Regions from separate parts of the Mus musculus genome. Here regions 1 and 3 are each linked to region 2. The links are chromatin contacts, called in public HiChIP or PLAC-seq and promoter capture Hi-C maps. All regions are on one chromosome and are shown on one strand. The core of a region is the stretch at or near the end of the contact, and the rest is flanking DNA. Distances in the headings are between cores, read along the strand shown. Region 1 holds the start of Bace2 (beta-site APP-cleaving enzyme 2). Region 2 holds the start of Tmprss2 (transmembrane protease, serine 2). Region 3 holds the start of Prdm15 (PR domain containing 15).

Region 1 (3,579 bases), core at 400-2,899, 250 kb before region 2:
TAGAGATTTTCAAATAAAAACACTAACTAGATCCGAGTTTTACAGATTTCCCCTGTGTTTATTTTTTAACCTTAGAGAGCACAAATGTCTTTAATATTGACCTTATACCTTATACATCCTGTAGCACCTGAGTTGATGTCCTCGATAAATTCCATGTGCTTCCAAAAGGATGCTGTCATTCTGAGAGCTGTCTGGGTGGTCCCCAACCCCTCAAGACTGAACACCAGGGTTTGTAAATAACTACCTCTTTTTAAATTGTCCTTTCCTTACAATCTTGAATTTAAATGTGAATATATGAATGTAAGAGCTCGCGATAACTATGCAGATTTATGGGCAATAACAATTTAGGTTCTATCCTGGAATTCAATCAGGCCTGCCTTCGTGTGACTGGGGATTCCTTGAAGCTTGGATAGAGTTAAGAGGGGGGAAAAGTGCAACCTGTAACCAAAACCATTTAGAAAGTAGAACAGCTGAAGATCTGGGACAGAAAGGTCCCTGGTAGAGCAAGAAAGGATTCTGACATTGGAAAGGAGGGAACAAGCATGGACACTTGTATCTGGAAGTTCCGGTTAAGGATTAGGGACGCTTGATTTCTACTTTCCATTGTTTGAAGATGGTCTTGTTTGTTTTTTTTAAAAAAAAAAAAAGCCAACATAATTCAGCTGGAGGAGACACAAAGATTTCTCCTATTCCTTGATTCAGCAAAAAATCGATGAGTTTAGCTGCTGTAATTGTCCCCCCTGCGTTCAGTACCTGAAATAAAATAGCCCTCTGAATGCATTTCTGCGGCTTCGGTGTCTGGCTAAACAAGTATTAATTAGATAATCTGCGGAGAGCTGGTGGGAGGATGAAAGAGGGGGAAGGCTGGATGGCAGCCTCATTTGGGACCCTGATAGTAATTCACTATCTTGGTGGACTGACTGAATCCCTGGGAGATTGAGCTCAGCTCCTAGCGGAATTGGATCTGCATTAAGGACAAGAGGAAAGCCAGGAAGACCAGGCCCAAATCTACCTCCTCAAGCTGTGGTTTTGGGTTCAGGGGAGGGTAAGCAGGAAGGAGCAATAACCCAGATCCCTTCTCAGAAATTCAAAATCTGCTCACCTGCTTCCCCTATCCCTGGGGCTCTCAGCGCCCCCAGCCTCCATTCATACTTCAAATCCTTTCTCAGAGAACCAGCTAACTCCTAAGGAGCTGGAAGGGGAGAACCACGCGTGGGAGAAGCTCCGAGAGGCAGCCAGACCCTGTTGGAGTGCGCTTGGCAAGCGGAGAGGTGCACTCTTTCACAGTTGCCTGCCCCGCGCTCTGAGCCTTAAGTCCTAAGGGCACTTCTGCCTCTGCAGGGACAGTGGACCCCCGGGGGTTCCTTGAGCGCAGGACCAGAAAGCCAGTTTGCGCTTTAGCTGCCCCTTTAAGGGTTCCCGAAACTTTCCAGCAGCTCTAAGCTGAGCCTCGTCATATCCGTTAGCCGTGGCCTCCCGGGCACGTTCCGGGGAAATTTTGCACTCCAGTTTCCCGGGGAAGAGGCGCGACCCGCGCCCATCCTTGACCTTGGCCACGGAGGAGGGGCAGGGCCTGCGGGGAGGCGGCCGCCAGAGGGGGCAGCGACTGAGAACTTGTTCAACTCTGCACCGCCTTCTCCAGCCTCCTCCCTGTCCGCCCCGCCCCGGCCGGCTAAGGACCGCAGAACCGCGCTCGCAGACTCGCCGAGCCCCCGCTGCGGGGATGGGCGCGCTGCTTCGAGCACTCTTGCTCCCGGTGCTGGCGCAGTGGCTCTTGAGTGCGGTCCCCGCGCTGGCCCCCGCGCCCTTCACGCTGCCCCTCCAAGTGGCCCGGGCCACGAACCACAGAGCCTCGGCTGTTCCCGGACTCGGGACCCCCGAGTTGCCCCGGGCCGATGGTCTGGCCCTCGCACTGGAGCCTGTCAGGGCTACTGCCAACTTCTTGGCTATGGTGGACAACCTTCAGGGGGACTCTGGCCGCGGCTACTACCTAGAGATGCTGATCGGGACCCCTCCGCAGAAGGTAGGGTTGGGGGCGGTAGTTTCTGTGAATTGACTCCACGCGATTTAATGCCGTCCCTAAGGCAGTAGCTTTCACTGGGAAGAAGGGTCAGGGAGATGCATGGGTTGGGTGAGGAGTGGAGGCGCGCGCTAGGGACGCACCAGGGAGCGCAGCCTCTGCCGGAGCACAGCTCAGGGGGTGTGAGCAAATGTTTCAGAACTTGGTGGCCCTCCCCCACCCCGTGGAGCTTGACAGCTGAAGGAACCTGTAACATGCTTCGGGCCCAGGAGCGACGCCTCCTTCCAGCAAGAGCGGTACCTACTGAGTGGGTGGTGGGTGGGGTCTTGGAAAAAGGTGCTGTTAGGTGCAGGGAAATCACTGGAGTTGATACCATCTCTATGCTGTCTCATTGCTAAAAAGACTCTTGGACAGCATCCAAGGCGCAGTACCCTTTAAAAGAGATTTCTCCATGAGCTCAGCTAAAAGACACCCGGTTCCAAAGTGTCTCTTTGCAGGGCAGAGCCAGCCGTCTTCCTTCCTCGGAGTTTGTTTGCTGGCTTCCTCATAGCTGTCCGGCTGCCCAGCCTCTGGGAGCCGTGCACCCGCCAAGGCATGCATCCTGCGGGGGTTGGAGAATGTGAATGCCATTAGCTGCTGGGGAACACCAAGCGCGTAGCGAGTCAAAGATAAAACAAACGCAGTCCAAACAGCTTTCTTCCCCGCCTTGTGCCGATGTTCATTTAACACTTCGAGTGACAGGGAACACCGGCTCCCAAGCACGGAATCTGGCAAGGGAAACAAAAGCCTCACAGAAGTGATCCGACCCTCTCCAATTCGAATTCAAGTTGTCTCATAAGTTGAACGCACCGTATGAAGACACTTTATTTTTAACATCGTCGTTGGGGGTTGTCATGCTGATGTGATTACCCATAAATAGAACATGCTCATGACTTTTGTATAATTCTAATTAAATTATTCAAGACTTTAAGAGGATGAGCCATGCTAATTTTTAAAAAGAGAAACTGCAGAGTAACTTCTGTGGTTGTTTAGACCTTCAAGAGTGTTTTACTCAAAACGTTAGTTGTGGTTGCTGTACAGGGTCCTTGTGTGCGCAGTCCAGAAGTGGCTGCAGGGCAGACTGAAGGGGGGTGGGGTGGGTGGCAGTGTCAGCTGAGGAGGCTTAGGGTCCCCTGAGCAGTCTGACCACCATGTGAGCATGATCTCAGGGCAGAGGGAATCCTGTGAACTGCCGTTGGCAGGACTGCATAGAACAGGAGGGACCTGCCTCTTTCTTTTATACACAGGCCTCAACTGAGTCCTCATGTGTTAAGGAAAAGGAAACCAGGAAGAAAAAAAAAAACTTTAAAGAGGAGGAGAAGACTTCTCTTACAAAGCTCTCCCTTGCTTTGCCTTTGTTGATAATTCAATGACCTTTACTTTAAACTCAGTGATGAAATTTAATTAATTTAATTACCCAGGATGTAACGAGCACCCAGGTTTGTATCCTTAGCACAGCCAAGGAAGTACTTCCTCTGAGGTTATTTCTCAGCTAGACTATAGCATGCTTCTAAGCAAGG
Region 2 (3,455 bases), core at 500-2,999:
CTGGGTAGCCTGGACGGCCTTGAACTCACAGAGTGCCAGATGTGTCTGCCTCTGCCTCCCAAGTTCTGGAATTAAAGATAAATCTCACCACACCTGTGGCTTTTGAGTTTTCATTCTAACATCATATGACTAGTCAGGTCACTTGAGAAAGATCCTAAGCACCTCTTCAGTAGAGGCAGGTAAAGGTGGGGAGTGGGCCACCTTGCCTGCCTGGAGGTCCTTCACCACCTACCGCTGCAGTAGCTTAGTAGCCTGGGATCTTTCGGTCCCTGTGTCCTCATGAAACTGCCCAGCCCCTACCCCTAGCCTTCCTACCAGGAAGGAAGCTGTCCTTACCCTCACCAGCAGGAGAATCTCTCCCCTCCTCCCAAACCAGGTAAACAACCCCCACCTCACTTTGGATTTTACACCTTGCAAGTGGCCTGCCCTTTGGAACTTTCCACAATGCCTGGCTCTTGCCCACTGAGTGTTGAAGGAGCCAATTCTAGATGGCTTATCTTAGCCCCAGGACTAAGGTAAGCATTTGCATAAAAGGTCTGCAAGCCCAACCTTGTGGGGATCCCTGCTTTCTTAGTACATTTAAGGTGTTCTTCTCCCTTAAATAAGCTACTAGAGTCCTTTGCATGCTCTGAACTGAATTAGGGGCCATTGTGAAGGTACCTGGGCTCCTAGCAACCAAAAGCCCAGCCACAAGCCACCCACATCCTCTGGGGCATGGACACACAAAACTTTCAGACCATGGGACAGTTAATCTCTTCAACTGGACTCGCACACCGCGTCCTCTGCCAGCCTAGTACGTTGGGTCACCCTGCCACTGCCCCAAGTCCCAATTAAATGCCCAGGTGGTCACCCTTTTTCCCAGTAGACAGCTCGCCCTTGGCAGCCCGGCCTGCTGCCCCAGGACCAGCTCCTCCAAGGCCCATTCCAGTGAATTCTCAAAGCCAAGGCGGGCCCGCACCGTCGCCTCGGGTCACCGCACGCGATGGCTGAGCACTCCCTTCCCACAGGTGACGGACAATTCCCGTCTTGCCAAGGTCCCCAGGGCCCAGCAGCGCCGCCTGTATCGGCCCTTGGCATCTTAGCCAGTTTTCAGTTTCTCTCCACCTCTGTAGAGACCAAGGAGCGGAAGGAGTTCAGGTAACCAGCCCGACTGCCGAGATTTTCCCGAAACAAAGAGAACTGCGGACAAACCTCTAGCTCTGCGCTCTAGGAAAGGATATCAGCACGTGACGCGAGCCAAGGGCTTGCTCCACTGAAGGACCCCGGCCCCCAGGAACTCTCTTCTCCAAGCTATTAGTCAGGGATCCGCAAGACCACAAGCCAAGCCGCTCGAATCTATAGAGTTGATCTGGGATCTCTGCCGCGCGTCACGGAATCGGGGTCGTCGGGACCCCTTCCCAGTCCCCAGGACGTACACTCGGGCGAATCAGTCAGACGGTCGCACCTGTAGTGCCTTGGCCTCTCCTAACTCACTTGTACCCTAGACGCCCAGGCCCGGCACCGCCGGACGGACCCAGGTCACCCCATTTCCTTTTCTGTGCCGGGACCGGAGCTTGTCAGGCGCGCTACTCACCTGTTGCGCTTCCCGCCCCTCTCCGCCTCTGTCCGAGCTCTTGGCTTCCTCGTCCGCTCCAAGTACACGACCTACTCCAGTTCTCGCTTAAATCTCCGGAGGCGGCGTCCCGGGAGCCAGGGTGACACCCCTAAACGCAGGCACCTCGGCCAGAAGGAGGGAACGGCCAGGAAAGGCTGTCCAGGAGGGAGGAGGAGGAGGAGGAGTTTCCCCGAGGGAAGCCCAGGGAGCGCTCCTCCCCTAGCACCGAGAGATCAAACTGGACTCTAGGCATTCCCCTAGCAGCGACCCGCCTCCGGACCAGCGGACCCTTGAGGCCCAGACCCATGGGAACTCCAGGGTCCTGCTGCGACGGGTCTTTGGACTGCACTATTAAAGAAGTAGGAAGCCCCAAGGGAGCGCTAACCTGGTCCCTTGAAAGTCTGGGAGTGGCTACATTCCCAACTCCGACAGGCTCTGTCTGAGCTGTGGACACCAACAGGGCACATCTTTTAAGCGTAGGTGTTTCAGCTCCTGGGCCCTCCCCTGTGAGCACAGGCTTTCCTATTGAAGAAAATCCCTTGGGTCAGAAGTCCCCATTCCCAGCCTCCAGCTCCCAAAGACTGAGGTGTTACTTGTACAGAGGATCGGGCAGAAGTCAGAGGACAAAGAAACTGCAGTCTACAGCAGACCTGGTCTTCTGCTACTTGACAGACTCCGGAGACATCCGGCCTAAATAAGGCTCTAAGAGACCAGAGTAGTCGTCCCAAGCAGCGCTCTCTCTGCCAGCGAGCACCGAGCTGATGATTTTTCTATTAAAGCTGCGCCTGTTGTCTGGGGCAGCTGCAACTACAAAAACAGAATAACAAAACTAGAAGAAAAAAAGAAAAAGTAAAAAAAGTCCTCTTTGTAAAGGTGTCTGCACCGGGAATATGCTGCTTGATAGGAACTTTTATTTATCTCCCCAGGTTTTCCCCTCTAGCCCCTCCCCGTTTGCTCCCATGGACCCCCATAGTTTACCTTCACAATCTACCGAAGAAGTAAATCACTTTTTCTCTTTATCATCTGGTGGAGTGATAAGCCTAGGTCCTTGGACAATTTCACAGTCTCGGATCAGTTTTTCTATTTTGAGACAAGGTTTTACTGTGTAGCCCTGGCTGTCCTGGAATCTACTCTGTAGACCAGACTGGCCTACCTCTGCCTCCCACGTGCTGGGGTCAAAGGTGTTCAGAGCAAGAAGGGCATTCGAAGTGGAGAATTTTATGGAGTTTTGCAGGGCCTCTCTCCATGCCCACATGAATTAAAATGATCTTTCTTCTGGAGAGCTGTTGTGTCATTTTAAAAGAATAGATTACCCATGATTCAAGAGCATTTTCCCACTTTAGTAACAGGCACTTATGAAGTATTGTTGCCCTAAAACTCTCGTTGCATCCACACGACACACAAGTCAACACAAGTTGTTTTAACTCAAAATAGAGGCAGAAGAAGAACATTAGGAATGTGCTAGCGCACCATGGCTGCTCACCCTGCGAGCCTTTCCTGTCTTCCCCGAGACTCTTTTCCCCTCCCACTCTTCATCGGTCCTGTCTGGAAAGGTGCTTAACATGCATGTTTGTAAAGTTATATCTGGAAGAGATCAGCCCTAGACCTGGTGAACTTGAGGCAGGATAAAGAGACAATAGAAGGCAAAGAAGCCCCTTCCTTTGGGGTACAGTGGATTGAAATCTCTCTCCAGCCAGTCAAGAATGCCACACACTTGACAGTCATCTGTGGATATGCCTGTGTAGCTGATGGTTTTTTGATAGGAAGGTGTTTCAAATAAGAATGTGAAAATAGCAACGGATCATGATTAGGGTCTGAACTTGTGAGGTTGCCTTATTTCTTTCCCAGATGTAAACCTGAT
Region 3 (3,949 bases), core at 1,425-3,924, 240 kb after region 2:
CAGTGTCTCCTTGACACTCCCCACTCCCCAAATATGGCACATAGTTGAAAGTCACCTCCAAGCCAGATCTTGGTGCAGCACTTGCCTCTCCCTAAGTCTAGACCAACCCCTGAAGAACACTTGATGCCTGGTACCAGGCACAGCACGCTCGCTGCGAATATCTCCATAAAAGTATTTCACCATTCTCCATTCCCAGTACCAGCTTCTCTGATCGGGCCAGGTTTAAGAGCAGCAAATGAAAATTCCACTGACCTCTTAAAATAGATCCTCATGTCACTCTTGTAAATGCAGTTATGAAAATGTAAGCCTCATGACAGGATGGCCCCAGTTACTTCCAACTCACAGGAACCAGCTTCCCTTTAAGCATCAGCAAGCTGACCCCGCCTCTTCTCCGTACCCTCCTGCCTCCTTCCCTGGAGATCCTAAACCGTCCATTACACACTGCTGCCTGCAATTGCTCTCCTGACGCCCCTGTTGTAACTTCTCGCAACACAAGTATGTCTATTCATTGAATCAGACATGATTTCACAGGACCACAGGCTGCACTCATTTCTTCAGGGTGAGCTGTGATGGCCTTCACTGAATTGTCATCCAGTACCCAAAGAAGCTGGTTCAAGAAGTACACAGGGCGTATAGCTCTTTTCCTGGGAGATCAGAACAGAGCCACATGGGTGAGGAGATGGAGCAGAAGGCTGGGAACAACAGAGCTTCATGCCTACCCTTCTGAATTAGGAGACAAAACTGCCAGTTAGTCAGGGCTTCAAGCTGCTGGAGGGTGGGCACCCACAGTGACTCCATGTCCCTCCCTATACCTGTGGACCAAGCCAGGGGATAAATGGATGAATGTAGTTTCCTGCCCTGGGTGAAGGAAGACCCGCCCTAGGAGACTCTAAGCGAGAGTCTCTCAGGTCCCATTCATGCCCACAGACTCTCAAAGGATGCCTGGACAGTGGGCCAGCTGGTGCCTCTAGGATAGCAGCCGTGTGCTGGATCATCTCGGTGTTTCCTTCTATTTTGAGTGGAGTCTACTGGCCTGTATTTGTGTGTGCTCTGGCTCCCCAAAGCACCCACAGACTCAACTCTAAGGACACAGTTCCTGTGCCAGTCCTGTTCAAAGCTCTCCACCCTGATTCACTGGCCTTTCCCAGCCTGGGATCCCAACTATGTTCCCACCCAGCCCTCTGTGCACTAGCCCACTCTGCTTTCCACTAGATTTCCACTAGAGGCTAGATTTCCTCACAGCACCTGTCTCCTACTAAACTACCCTTCCTAGATAGATGGCTCAGGTCAGTGCAGAGTGTGCCAACAACCCCTGCACACCCAGCAACCTTCTTCCTTCATGTCCTTGTCACTCTTGTGTAACCACCGTTACTTATAGTCTACACTGCCTCTTGCACCTCTTCTTTTGTCCCTTGGGTGTATGAAAGGTGTCCACAAACGTTTACCACAGAAATGGCCTGGTAGAACAATCTGGGAAAGTTATCCTGAACAGGTGTCAGACATATGTTACAAATGAGAATCTGAGTCTGGCCAGCCTTTATGCCACTGTTGGTGACCAGTTTTATGCTCTATTATACCTGAAAAATGCAGCAATGTCTTCCCTACCTTCTGCACAGATAACCTTTCAGGAAAAAAATGACAGGACACCCCATGGCAACAGTGGTCCTTCTCAAAGGTAATCTCTCTAAGACAGCCTTGTAATTGTAGCTGGCTTTGTATGGTCCAGGCTTCCATGAACATAGACTTCTGGCTCAGTCTCCAGAGTACTGGGATTATAAGCATTTGCCATCAACCTAGCTGTGGTTGGTGTTTTAATCTACCCATTTGTCTTCTGGAAAAACAAACTACCTTGTCTGTTCCCCAAAGAGAACTAGTATATTCTTTGCTGACATTTGTGGAAAAGCATGAATCAAAGACGGAAAAACAAACCTCATCAGGAGAAAACTTAGTGCTTTTTCCCTTTAATAATCCGATCTAAAGGTTTTATTTCAGAGTAAAGCAGTAATTTCAGGGCAAGTCTGAGGAGGAAGCTGCAGTAGGTAAGACATGGAAAGCCGGTAGGTTTGAAGCAAAATATGGTTGGGGTGGGGTGTATAGGCGATCAAGTCTCAGCAACTACTCTGCACTTTCCAGGGAGTACTGTCTCTGCCACCCCTGAGGTTTCCCAAAGTCGGAGAATTCAGGTTTTACTTTTAAAATTGCCTTCAGGACCTCAAGCGGTGGCCTGCACAAGCACCTCCATGGGAGGATTCTGACGGGCTCTAGCATATGTTTTTTTAAAAGAAGCGTTGGCAGCTTTAAATTCAGGCACAGGTCCACGTGTCTCCAGCTCACATTCTAGCTTCTACCATTTTAAACCACCTCGGAGGAGGGGTACGCTTATGAGCATGTGTGAAGAGGCCCTCCACCATTCCATGAAGTGTTGGGGGGGGGGGGAATAAGCGCGCCCTCGCCCACCACTGCCTCTCTCGTCCTACCTCTGCCCTCTCAAAACTCACCTCAGGAGCACGCAGGCTCCACCTGGCCCCCACCTGTCCACCCTTTTCCCAGATAGTAGGTGGGCACATGTCTCCAGCCTGTCTTGCCACTGTGGTCCCTGGGCCACCAAAAGGTAGAGACGAGTGAGGCGCCAGGGCCTGGGAGCCACGGCACAGCCTCGGACTTTCTTAAACGCCAAAGGGGCTGGAGACGAAGGCCCCTCCCTGGGCTGTGCCCGAAAACCGGGTAAGGCGGCCGGGTAGCCGGGAAGGGACTGTAGAGACTTGAGCCCGCAGCCACGCAGGGCCTGGCGGTGGCCGCTGGGCCTGGGCGCACTAGGGGCGCAGCGCCTGAGCCCGCGCCGGGGCGGGGGGCGCCGAGCCCGCGAGTGGGCGGTCGGGCGCCGGTTGGCGTGGGCCGAGCGCGCGGAGGGCAGTTGGCAGGGGCCGGGCGCTCGGAACCCAGGCTGGGCACTTAGGGCAGAGGCCAAGCCCGCGGCAGCGGAACCCGGCGGGCGCAGGGCGATCCCGGAGCGGCTCCGGATTCCAGCCGGGTTTTGACTCCGATCGCCCACGGCGCCCGCGGCCCCGACTGTAACAAAGAACAGGCGGCGCGGCGGCCGGACCGGGGCGGGCGTGGGGGGCGCGGCTGGAGGCCGAGCCCGGGCCAGGCGCGGGCCGCGGGCCGCAGCAAGGGGCGCGCGGTGGGGCAGCGGCGAGCATGGGCCCGGGGCTTTACCTGCCTGTGGAATGTGCAGAGCGGGGTCGGATCCGGACTCCGGGTTGCGATCCGCTCCGGAAACTGCGCAGCACCGGAAGCCGGGGGGGCGGTGGCGCGGCATCGTGGGAGTTGTAGTGCGCAGCGCAGGCCGACGGGCGGGCCCAGGGCTCCGGGTGTTTGCACCTGGAGCTGGGAACTTCGGGCTGTGTTAACAGGGAGTCAGGGATAAAGAACTGCGTGTTGTGGGAACTGGCTGGGGCTTTGTAGCCAGAGAGCCCAGGAAACGGCTGCGTGATTGAGGAACCCATGGGCAGAGATGCGTGGTTGCAGATATGGAGGATGGTTGCCTTCCTGAATGGGGAGCGGGTAACTGTCAATGTGGATGGGGAACAGGAGAGAGACTATATGGAGGCCTGGTGAAGCGGGCTGTGAGGATTCAGGGTAAGGGACTGAGTGAACAAAAAAGCTGGGGAGAGAGGCTGTGTGATCCATGAGAGGTGGCCAGATGGTATGTGAACCGAGGAGTTAAGGTTAGAGCTGTGTGTGTGTGAATGAGGCAGGCAGTGTAGTGAACTGAGCAGACAAGGACATCTTTGCCCTTCAAGACACCTTTAAGCCCGGGCGGTGGTGGCACACGCCTTTAACACCAGCACTTGGGAGGCAGAGGCAGGTGGATTTCTGAGTTCGAGGCCAGTCTGGTCTACAAAGTGAGTTCCAGGACAGCCAGTGCTATACAGAGAAACCCTGTCCT

What was found. Promoter capture Hi-C pulls out the DNA fragments that hold promoters and counts their contacts. HiChIP or PLAC-seq counts read pairs in DNA pulled down with a chosen protein or histone mark.
Region 1: a contact with region 2 is called in a promoter capture Hi-C map of embryonic stem cells, with 2.1 times the contacts expected there. The contact joins the promoter of Bace2 here to the promoter of Tmprss2 in region 2. A contact is called at or near these places in 5 of 39 promoter capture datasets (the 3T3-L1 cell line, 3T3-L1-derived adipocytes and embryonic stem cells), 9 of 484 Hi-C or Micro-C datasets (B cells, the N1E-115 cell line, Sertoli cells and 6 more), 2 of 115 datasets of contacts at active chromatin or transcription factors (pancreatic cancer cells and stem cell-derived neural progenitor cells) and 4 of 9 other capture datasets (adipose tissue, embryonic stem cells, liver and 1 more).
Region 3: an H3K4me3 HiChIP or PLAC-seq map of the SCID.adh cell line shows a contact between it and region 2, with 2.6 times the contacts expected there. The contact joins the promoter of Prdm15 here to the promoter of Tmprss2 in region 2. A contact is called at or near these places in 4 of 115 datasets of contacts at active chromatin or transcription factors (the SCID.adh cell line, embryonic stem cells, extraembryonic endoderm stem cells and 1 more).

Annotation. Positions count from the first base shown.
Region 1 is chr16:97,355,079-97,358,657 of GRCm38.p6, forward strand. It overlaps Bace2 (beta-site APP-cleaving enzyme 2), which reads left to right and starts at 1,650. Exons shown (of 9, transcript NM_019517.5): 1 at 1,650-2,023. The coding sequence starts at 1,724.
Region 2 is chr16:97,609,446-97,612,900 of GRCm38.p6, forward strand. It overlaps Tmprss2 (transmembrane protease, serine 2), which reads right to left and starts at 1,750. Exons shown (of 14, transcript NM_015775.2): 1 at 1,574-1,750.
Region 3 is chr16:97,848,553-97,852,501 of GRCm38.p6, forward strand. Prdm15 (PR domain containing 15) reads right to left here and starts at 2,675. Exons shown (of 24, transcript NM_144789.2): 1 at 2,499-2,675. The coding sequence starts at 2,567.